3 separate regions of the Mus musculus genome follow, and regions 2 and 3 are each linked to region 1. Evidence: chromatin contacts called from public promoter capture Hi-C data. All regions are on one chromosome and are shown on one strand. The core of a region is the stretch at or near the end of the contact, and the rest is flanking DNA. Distances in the headings are between cores, read along the strand shown.

Evidence for each region. Promoter capture Hi-C pulls out the DNA fragments that hold promoters and counts their contacts.
Region 2: a promoter capture Hi-C map of pre-B cells shows a contact between it and region 1, with 4 times the contacts expected there. The contact joins the promoter of Canx here to the promoter of Zcchc10 in region 1. A contact is called at or near these places in 5 of 39 promoter capture datasets (the C10 cell line, hippocampal neurons, liver and 1 more) and 1 of 115 datasets of contacts at active chromatin or transcription factors (large pre-B cells).
Region 3: a contact with region 1 is called in a promoter capture Hi-C map of liver, with 4 times the contacts expected there. The contact joins the promoter of Sparc here to the promoter of Zcchc10 in region 1. A contact is called at or near these places in 1 of 39 promoter capture datasets (liver) and 1 of 115 datasets of contacts at active chromatin or transcription factors (extraembryonic endoderm stem cells).

What each region holds. Positions count from the first base shown.
Region 1 is chr11:53,322,939-53,326,573 of GRCm38.p6, forward strand. It overlaps Zcchc10 (zinc finger, CCHC domain containing 10), which reads left to right and starts at 1,751. Exons shown (of 4, transcript NM_026479.4): 1 at 1,751-1,803. The coding sequence starts at 1,763.
Region 2 is chr11:50,323,732-50,327,366 of GRCm38.p6, forward strand. It overlaps Canx (calnexin), which reads right to left and starts at 1,942. Exons shown (of 15, transcript NM_007597.3): 1 at 1,762-1,942. Gm46280 (a long non-coding RNA gene) reads left to right here and starts at 2,021. Exons shown (of 2, transcript XR_001780205.2): 1 at 2,021-2,321; 2 at 3,142-3,425.
Region 3 is chr11:55,418,445-55,422,079 of GRCm38.p6, forward strand. Sparc (secreted acidic cysteine rich glycoprotein) reads right to left here and starts at 1,636. Exons shown (of 10, transcript NM_009242.5): 1 at 1,344-1,636.

The sequences.
Region 1 (3,635 bases), core at 501-3,000:
TGTTGGGGAGTTGAAGTACAGACTGTAAGTCATCAAATTCTCTTACCCATGAGTTCTGTGACTCTAGAGAACCTAATACACACATACTGGGTAAAAACTCTACCACAGAGCTACATCTCAAGGCCCCAAACTTTCACTCAGGAAATTCATCTGAAGGGGGGAAGGTTGGAAGACGGGCAGATAAGAGGGGATGGGGAGATGAGCAGGCCTGGGATGCATGACGTGAAATCCACAAAGAATCAATTAGAAGTTTTAAAAAGATTTTATCTGGGAAAACAAATGCCTGAACGCAATAAGTCAGGTATGGGCTGGAGGAGGACTAATGAAGAGTGATTTGGTTTTGTAGATATAAAAAAAAATTTTTTCAAGACAGGGTTTCTCTGTGTCGCCTTGGCTGTCCTGGAACTCACTCTGGAGACCAGGCTGGCCTCATATTTGCTATATAGCCCAGGTTGGCCTTAACCTCCTTGTCCTCCTTTCTCTACATCCTGAATCCTGATTTTAGAAACTTGTGTCATAACTTGGGAATTAGACTAGCCTGAGCTAAGTTTCTGGCCAGCCTGAAAAATTAAAGATGTTATCTTTAACAATTAAAAAAAAAAAAAAAAAAAAAGAGGGGCCTGGAGAGATGGCTCAGAGGTTAAGAGCACTGACTACTCTTCCAGAGGTCCTGAGTTCAATCCCAAGCAAACACATGGTGTTTCTGTCTGGTCCTGTCTCCCTCTCCACTCCCCTTACCCCTCCTCCTCTCTTAAGACTCAACCAAACTGAGTAGAATTCAGAGATCTGCATGCCTGTGTCTCCTGAGTGCTGGGATTAAAGGAATGTGCCACCACACCTGGAACTAAATTTCTTTACCTGAAACTTTCTCTGTACCATGCTGGCCTGGAACTCATGTCTGTACTCCCATCACTTATGATTGATTCCTTTCCAGAGCAGCCATGTTGCTGGATTAAAATTCCTCTACACAGCCGGGCAGTGGTGGCGCATGCCTTTAATCCCAGCACTTGGGAGGCAGAGGCAGGCAGATTTACAAGTTCGAGGCCAGCCTGGTCTACAGAGTGAGTTCCGGGACAGCCAGGGCAACACAGAGAAACCCTGTCTCAAAAAAAGACCAAAAAATCCTCTACGCAGATCTTTGAAAGAAAAATCAAAAACAAAAAAAAAAAAACCAAAACAAAACAAAAAACCAACCAAACAACAACAAAATCAGAATGATCCAGTCATCATGACGACACCTGTAATTTCTTGGGGTTTTTGGTGTTTTGTTTTTTGAGACAGTTTGTGTGTGCAGCCTTGGTTTTCCTGAAACTCCCTGTGTAGATGAGGCTGGCCGTGAATCCCATCAAGTGTTGGAATTAAAGATGTGGGCCATTACTTCCTGGCCTTTTTGGTTTTGTTTGGTTTGGTTTTGAGCTAGGGCCATAAGTTTTCCCAGGTTGGCCTCAAAAACATAGCAATCCTCTTGCCTCAGCCTCCAAAATCCTGGATTACAGGATTTTTTTTTTTTAGGATTTTTTGAATACTACAAAATTCCACTGCATATGTATTACAGACCCCTGGTTTGAGATCACCCTTCAAGACCCTATTCATACTGAACACACAAGCCCACATTAGAAAAGACAAACCAGCTAGTGGCCACCATTAGCCTCTTCTGAATTGAGCCCGTCTGGCCCCGCCCAGGACCGCAGAGGTTTCTAAGGACCCGCCCACCGGTGCTAGTTTCCCAAAAACCCGTGCGGCAGACTCCAGCCGCTCCAAGATGGCGACTCCCATGCATCGGCTCATAGCTCGAAGGAAAGCGTAAGTGAGATGCTTGTGGGGTGTGCAGGAGGGCTGGGGGCGTGCAGACGCCTGTCCGCTAGCTAGTGAGCGGGCGCAGGCTGCTGAACTGAGCGGGATTTGAAGAGAGTTCGAAATGAATCCAAGAATTGGTCGTTGGGTGGTCTGTGTTCCTCTGTCCGGTCCACATGTCAAGGGTAGCCTGGATGCTTGATCCCACATCTTCCCTCTCAAGATCCCAAACTTTTCCCTCTTCAGCGTACCTGCCTCCTTCCTATCGCCCTTTCTAGAAACAAGCCTGTCTGCAATGCCTATTAATTCCCCATCGACCGTTTCACTTTCTGCAGCTCTCACTGTAAATAATTATTTTAGTACAATCACTCACAGACAGTTTCTCTGAAGAAAAATGTATTCAAGCTACGCAGCTTAACAGTTTTATTGTGGAACCTGTTGATACTCTAAACAAGTACAGCTAGTGGTTTAAATAGCTTTGTAGGAGCCGGATGGTGATGGTACATCCAAGCATTCAGGAGGCAGAGGTAAGCAGATTTCAGAATTCGGGGCCAGCCTGGTCTACAGAGTGAGTTCCAGGACAGCCAAGGCTACACAGAGAAACCCTGTCTCTCTAAAAACAAAACAAAGTTAAGCTTTAAAGGGGATAAGAGGCTGTGGTGAGGAAAGGCAAAAGGCCCAGTTCAAGTCAGTTCTAGAAATTCATCTGTGAGGGGTGACATTTGAAAACAGACTAAAAGCCATAGAAAGGACTGAGTCAGCAGAGGATTTGGGGAAAGATAGGAAATGGTATATTTGCTATGAGTCTGTTAGAATTTGGGGGTGGGTTGGGCAGATTTAGAGACAGGATTTGTCTGTGTAGCCCTGGCTGTCCTGGAACTCACTCTGTAGACCAGGCTGACCTCGAACTCAAGATATCTGACTGCCTTCAGTATGCTGGGATTAAAAGCTTGTGCCACCATGCCCAGTTTGAATCTCAGTAACTATCAGTCCTGGTGGCAGATGCCTTTAATCCAAGCACTGGAGAAGCAAAATCAGGTGGAGTAGCACTGAGTCAAAGCCAGCCTGATCTAAAGAGCAAACTGCAGGCCAGCCTCAGCTGTGTAGGGAGACCCTGTCTCCGAAAAGAAAAAAAACCAACCAACTCAATAACTACCCATTCAGTGGTGTAAGCGATGTAAGGGGCGGAGACCAGTTACTTGAACATGAATTTGAGTCCAGCCTGGGCAACATAATAAGACTTCATCTTAAAACCCTCCAGTAATGTCATACCCACTCTGCATGGCTGTGTGACATGCATGTCATGTTGTATTTCTCAGACCTATCAAAAGTCATAATACGAACCTGAAAGGAAACAGTTTATACATCTAATACCTGCATTGCTTCGCACTTTGCTTTTGACCTAAGCTGTGGTTTATGAGTTTAAAACCCGAGTGTTGGGCCTGACGTTGGTGGATTGTGCTTTTGATCTAAGCACTCAGGAGGCAGAAGCAAGTGGGTCTGTGAGTTCAAGGCTAGGCCAAGCTGGGTATGGTGGCTCACACTTTTAATCCTAGTATTGTGTGGCAAGTGTCTTTAACCCACTGAGCTGTCTCACCACCACCATTTTTTATTAGTAAGTTAAAAAGAATGATAGCCAGGCACAGTGGCACATGCCAGCACTTGGGAGGCAGAGGTAGATCTATGAGTTTGAGGCCAGTATGGTCTATAGATGGAGTTCCAGGGAAAAAAATCAAAAGCAGAATCAACCAACCAAATGAACAAGCTTTTTCATTTATGTGTGAATAGGAGTAGAGGTCAGAGGACAAGTCGTTGGGGGTCAGATCTTTGGGCTTACAGCA
Region 2 (3,635 bases), core at 692-3,191, 3.0 Mb before region 1:
GACTTTTTATGAGCTGCCAATACTATTTGTCCATTTCCTTACACTTTCCCAAACAGTTTCTTAGTATCTGCCCTCTCAAAGGCAAAGCAAGTAGCACACTCATCCCCATTTCTTTCTTTCTTTCTTTCTTTCATTCCCATTTTTAAAGGATAGGAATTAAAGTTATCATGCTGGACAGTCTTCTGCAGTTATTCTTAGCAACTGCCACTCTACTCCCTCAAAGTTCTCTTACTGGGCAAGTGACCTCTGCAGGACAAGGATGCAAGGTGTGTTGTCAAGATGCACATGCCTTGTGGCTCTTGAAAGATTAAGGAGTTAATTGCACTGTTGAGTTAAGATAGCAAGGAGGTGACACCCATTCACAGACAGTTCGGTAAACTCCTATTGTGAATGGCTCACTACTATATACAGTTCTTCAGGGCCTGGCTCACCTGTAGTGTACCCCTGCCTGGCCTGTAAGCTTAATTACAGTATAAGTACAACATGAGAATTGATTCTGTTCATGCCCTTTCAAAGGTTACTGGAAAATATACAAAGATTTTTAAGGTAACCCAACTTGTCCCCCTTTAAAGGGGTGGGAGGGCAAATTATTTTTAAAAAACAGGCAGATTCTTCCATTTCTGAAGGGTAAAGAGACTGTAGCTCAACTTTGCCAAGCTTTTAGTATTCAGTTTGGTTTAACTTCACACAACTAGCAATGCAATCACTAGTGTCATGACCAGCAGTTAATACACAAAGTGTCATCAATGTGTCCTCAGGTCTTGGCACACAGGCCTTCAATATAAACATTAGTGTATCAGTGTAATGACCAAGGCATTCGGATTTCAAGAAGCCAGTTCGATTCCTACCCACTGAACCTTTACTACACATCCAATTTCTCATTCCCATTCCCTCGGAATTCAATACAAGGCCCATCAGTCATTCTGTCTACTCCTGGGGACTGAGCCCTAAAGTAGAAAAAAAAAATCTCCCAAATTCCCACTCCCCCGATTAATTGCAGTTAGGTGCTTGAACCAGGACTTTTAACCCAAACGGTCTAGTGCTCAGTTACAATCCCAACTGGATGACTAGAACTACCTGTATGACCTTGGGCCAGTCATTTCAAACTTCTAGGCCTCAGTTTCCTCCCCTCACTAACTGAACTTTCGCTTGTATCTCCTGCTCTTAAGGTCCTGTGAACACCCACACTGGATTACTATCTATCCACCACCGAATAGGCAGGTGCTTTAATAGTTAAGCCTTAAGTTTCTCAAGCGGTACACGTTCTAGTACATTCTACTCCCTCATCAGGATGCTATGGTCCAGTCTTCCCTTTGGGCAAGTTATTTTCTAATCTGTAACGCTTATCTCTGGATTTACTTCACCTTTCCCTGCTATTTGGGCTACCTACTAGGCCGAATTCTAATACCACACCTGTACCGGATTACTCAGCCCACCTCTGGGTGGGCCTGGCCAGGGCCTAAGAAAGCTCTAGAAGCAAAGCCGTAGGAAGTTGTTAGCTTTCTCAGAGGTCAAGGGAAACCCCAGGACACCTGCCACGCCTCCCGACCCCGGCGGCGCTGCCCAGGCTAGCCTCTCTAACCCGGCCGCTCTCCTCACTGCCCTGCGCGTCCGCCCAGGCCTGCGCCATTCGAAAGCCCGCCCGACCCCTCAGTCGTCGAGCCTACAGCCACGCCCGACCCCCTCCGCCACGGCGCCGCTCGCCCAGTCCCCCAAGGCTCGTCCCGGGCCTGAGATCCCCGCACACGCTTCCCGTCTCACCTCGAGCCTCCCGGGGACCACTGGCGGCTCCCTCACCTTCTCCCACCCGCACACCCGGCCCCGTGCTGCAGTGGAGACAGCGGCAGAGGCGGCCCGACCGTCACGTGCCGCAGAACTAAGAGGCCTCGGCTACGGCCGCCGCGCGAGCGAGCCCCACCGCACGAAGCCCAACCCCGCGTCCGCCCCTCGTTCCTGAGTGGCTAAAACGAACGTCAGATCCCGCCCCTTTGCGCAAGATCTAAGAATTTATTGGTAGATACAGCCATCGCTCGAAGCGCCTTCCCATACGCCCCCTAGGGCTATTCTTCGTGGAGCGTGGTGATTGGTCAATAGCGAGGCAGGAAGTGGTTGCTGATTGGGTATGAAGGAGGAAGGCGGGCCGTCACCAAACGGGCGGGCGCGCGCCGCGGAGGGCGGACGGATCTGGCACGCGTTCTCGCGTGGGTCGCCCTAGTCCCTCAGGGCGGGTGTGTTGGACATCCAGAAGACGGCTTTCCGACCCATTGAGTTAGGAACTCTGTCCCAACCCCGCCTGGGACCTATGGCCTTCATCACAAATGGTGAGAGGTCGGGCGGTGTGCTTGCGCAGTGAGTGAAATCCCTCTGGGTAGCAGACACCGCCTTTCCTGCGGAGTCATCGCCCTGAGCTCAGGAGCCTGAGACCTCTTTACCTAACAAAACACTACCTAGATTCACAATCAAGCCACATGGAGTCACTTTCCCATGTGCCCGTGCTGTTTCCTGATTTTAGTCGTTAAAATCAGACATACCTAAGCGACAGAGTTGAGGAAAAGGGTGATGCCATGTGCAGATTTAAAATAGCCTTTTCATAACCCACTCGTTTTTCAATATGCTGATAACGCTGTAAGATTGAAGTGGCTAAGGATTTGGCTAGATCCTTGAGAATCCTGATCGCCTCGGGTTGTATTTGGTGACCCAAAGCTTTGAATAATGTGGAAAGAAACAGCAGGTTTTTCTACATGTGAAACGAGCTTTGTTCCTGCCACCCCAAGAGAAAGGCAGTAAGGATTTGATGTTTGGGTCAATTTAGTAACCGCCAATTCTCTCTCCCTAATTTTAAAGAAGAGAAATTGCTTTCCTTATTTGCCTTATAAAGAGCATGTTCAAAATGAAAATTTGAAGCCAGCTTGGCACAGGCAGTACACATAATTTAAAAAAAAATTCTAAATTTACTTAGGTTGAGTTCTGGCTTGTGTTACCCAAGATGGCCTTGAATTTAAGAAAGCCAAAAAATCGACTTCTGCAGAGAGGTGTTAAAATATGTCAGTACTGAAGGAGTAGAGGAGTTGAGGCAGAACTTTTCTGTCTAAACTGACAAAGACTTGAACTGGACCTCATAGATATGCAAATTTTCTGTAGGTGGAGTTGGAAGGAAGTTCTTGAGATGAGAAAATTGTACAGAAGAGCAAAAAAGTGACTCTCAGGTATTTGGGGGATCCATATACTAAAAATGTTTTGGGAGCAATGGAGATGGCTCAGCAGGTAAGGACACTTGCCACCAAACCTGATGGCCTGAATTTAATTCCCAGAACTCAACGTGGTGAAAGAAGAGATTGAATTGTACTCTGACCTCTATACAAATTCACATACATACATTAATAAATGTGAAATTTTAATAAAAATGAGGACATGATGGCTCTAAACTATACTGTCCACAAAGAGACTGGGAACGTCAGTCTTCTGGTCTGTTCATGGTGTGTCATTATAGAATATTACAAGTTTCTTTTATGTTTCAGTTTATCCAAACAGCTAAACCTTAACAAAGTTAGCAAATACAAAGAGACTAGGCATATACCTTCAAGTCAGTTAGTGTTAACCTGAGTAGACCTTCAGGAATTGATGAGCCTTATTTA
Region 3 (3,635 bases), core at 386-2,885, 2.1 Mb after region 1:
TTTCAGGTTTAATCCTTGGCAAATACAAATTTGTTTCTATTTCCGAATTACACCTTACACCGTCACACCATTCTGGGGGTCTGCATCTGTTTGGGAATATCTTAAACCTAAAAGCTGTGGACACCCATCATCTCTTAAACACAAACAGAAACACTCATGCACGCGCACTCACATACACACACTAATTCCAGAGACTCTTTGAAGTTGCTTATTCGTAGACCACTTTATAGGCTCAATTAAGTGACCCTGCTTGGGAAGTCTTAGGGGAATTCGGGTACCCCAAAAGCTATCCCTCTTCCTTAGGACAGGAAGGCTACACTCAGGGGAGATGGCTATGTGAGATCGCCCACAAATTGCCTAAAGCTTGTTACCTCATGTAGGGTCCGCATCTCACTCCACTCCCTACACTAGGAAGGTTCTAGAAACTTAAAAGAGTTGTCAGTGGAGACACTCCCTCCCTGCAGGTGTGCTGTCTGTCCCTGAGGCAGATGCCTGATACCTGTTTGTCCCCCTTAGGTGAGGCTTATTTCCAGCCATTCTAGGAGTCACAGGAAGTTTACAGAACAGCTTGGAGCAGACAAGCTTTCAACAGGCTGAGTCTTGGATAGATTCAGTAGTAGCAAGAAAAGTGTCCTGGAGCTATATCTCTCTGTCTCCCTCCTCCCCATCACACCCTCCTCCCTGTCGTCTCTGGATTGTATCAAATTGTTGGCTTTCTCAGATGTCTAGATACGGTAGAAGCAATGTTAATGCCAGTGATGACCACCTCTCAGAATTAGGCTGGGAACAATGGCAACCCCAGGCTGGGAGAGACAATGGCATTTCAGACTGACTGAAATGCCACGGGGTGATGGGGTGGGGGTGGACAGAGATTGAAGGGACCAGAGCCTTCCCAGAGGAACTGACTAAAGGGAATGTCTTGCCTTGGCTGTTTACAGATCTGTTTATCCTTCTTGCAAAGTCCCATTTGGACAACAGTGCTCTGACCCAGAACTGGATGTCTGTTCTCCCAGAATAGGAAGCCAGACCCAACAGGCTGCCAGCCAGATTTTCTCTGGGTTGGCAGTCATGATGGGCAAATGAGGATCGGATTCTCAGAAAAGGAGGCAGCTGCCTCCGAGGGTGACAGAGGACAGACCAGTAGCCTCTGCCACCAGAGAACACAGAGAAAGCGGTCCCCGCAAACCATGGCTATTTTCTGCAGTGCTACAGAGACAACAAGTTCCCCTGTGAGTGAGCAACAGGTTTCCAGCTCACCTCCCCCTGAGACTGGTCATGGGGATGGGGCAGAGAGGAGATGATGAAGCTTACAGAAGGGCAGGGGCTGACAGGGAGGTGCATACCTCGGCACAGGCAGGCAGGCAGGCAGGCAGGCAGGCAGGCGGCAGAAGAGTTCTGGCGGTCTGAAGGGCTGCAGGAATGTGGAGGGGTTTAGAGGCGAGCAGCAGGAAGCCTCTTGGAGCTCTGGGCAGGGTCTGTCTCACCCTCCGCCTCCACTCAAAGGCCCTCCTCCTCCTCTGTCTCCTCCTTCCCCTGGCCTGCCTCCCCCTTCTCCCCAGAACCAAAGCTGTCTTTTCTTTCTCCCTTCCTTGCCTTGTGGTAGGCTGTGTGCTACCCAGACACCCTGGCCCCACCTGTCTCATCTGTTCTGGGGCTCCTGCCTAAACAGACATGAGGGTCAGGGCTGGAACAGCTGCTGGAATCACCTAGAACAGGCCAGGCCTTGTTCAGAGCCGAGGCTGCTGACTGAAGAGTCCTAGACATTAACCGAGAGAAGAGAGAGAGAGAGAGAGTCACAGAGGCACGGCTAAGCCCCTTGTCCTACTTTACACACAGCCAGCGAGTGAACTTGCCTGAGCACTCTCTTGGGCTTAGCAATGTACAGCAAGGCAGAGAGTGCACGCTGGCATGGCAGTGGGGGAGCAAAAGTACCCAGTTTTCTCAGTGCCAACAAAACAAGCTGCCACTGGTGATACTGGTGGCATCATCCTTGATAACGAGGCGAAGTCCCCTCTAGGTCTAGTGGCACCAACCACGGGTACGTGAAGGATTAGAACTAAGCTGGAAGACTTGCGCTGTCAGTACCTGACAAACTCAGAGCAATAATACTGATAGTCAGATCAGAAGCAATAGCAGGGTTGGTGGGGAAGCCACAGGCCTTTCATTTAGGTGTTGTTTGGTTTTGGAAGAGGTCGCACGTAGCCTGGGCTGACCACTCACTATGTAGCTGAGGATGACCTTGAACTATTGATCTTCCTACTTCTATCTACTTCCAGGGTGCTAGGATTACATGTGTGTGCTACCTACCATGACTATTTTATTTAGTGCTGAGGATTGACCTCGGGGCCGGGGGGGGGGCAGGGGGGGGTGTTAATGATTGTTAAGCAAGCATGCTACCAATGAAGCTGCATTTGCAGCCCAGACAGACACACCAGAAGAGGACATCGGACCCCATTACAGATGGTTGTGTGCCACCATGTGGTCGCTGGGAATTGAACTCAGGACCTCTGGAAGAGCAGTCAGTGCTCTTACCCGCTGAGCCATCTCTCCGGTCCCAAGAGGCCATTTTAATAACAGGGGCACAGGCTCACGCAGGGCAAACAGCTTACCCAGTAACACCTGACCAAAAGTGGTCTGAGAACGCTGAGTCTACATTTCAGCCCCACTCTTCTTTGGGGAACATGGACACTCCTCATCTATGCAGCAGCTCTTGACTGAACATTTTGGGCCTGCCTACCTGGGGAGGTACCAGAATAGACGTGGTGGCAGGAGTTTGGGGTGTGGCTAAAGGGATGCACCTCATGTGCAGAACCACTTCCTCAGTGATGCAGACCCCAAGGCTTCTCCCAGGGGGTCAGATCAGCAGAAACTTCCTGAAAGCGTAGATATCGAAGCAGCCATTGAGTTTGGATAACAGGGGACTGGAGAAGGTAAAAGAACAGTCTAGAGATAAGCTTATACACACCAGGATCCCTGCCTTCCCTGCCACGCCCTCATCTACCACACTCCTCCTGCTCTCCAGCCAAAGCAGTTTGGACTGGACCTTTCCTGAGCCTGGACCTTTCTCATCCTTCAGAACTCTATTCTAATGTCACCTCCTTAGATAAGCCCTCCTTGTCCACTCAACATATAAGTCTCCTTGCCTCTCTCACAGGAAGTAGACACCTCAACATCATCTCCCTCCCTCCCATACCGTATAGCACCATCTGCTGCCTTCCCTTGACAAGCAGCCCAGGAAAATGGGGGCTTTCATGCATCTGTCCGAAAGGTTTTTAGTTAGTTTTGCTTTGTTTGTAATCAGTGAGTGGCCTTCCACTATCCCGCCTGAAGAAAACAGAAGGGACTCTTTTCTTAGGGTTCCAGTCTGGGACAGAGACCCTCAGACCTCCTGAGTACCCGCACATTTTTCTGCAGAGAAGAGTTATGGCTTCCTTCAGGTTCTCTCTCCAAAGGGCCTGTGAAGAATCCTAAGGAGACTTTTGCACCTACATAAGACTCCTGAGTCTTCTCCTTGATCCAACAACTGGGAGCTTTAGGCCACCAAATTTGGGGTTCCAATAGACTCCCTAAGCATCTGCTCTGCCCATAGGACCGATGTCTATTTCCACAGGATTGCTTACTGCAGCTCTGGGCAT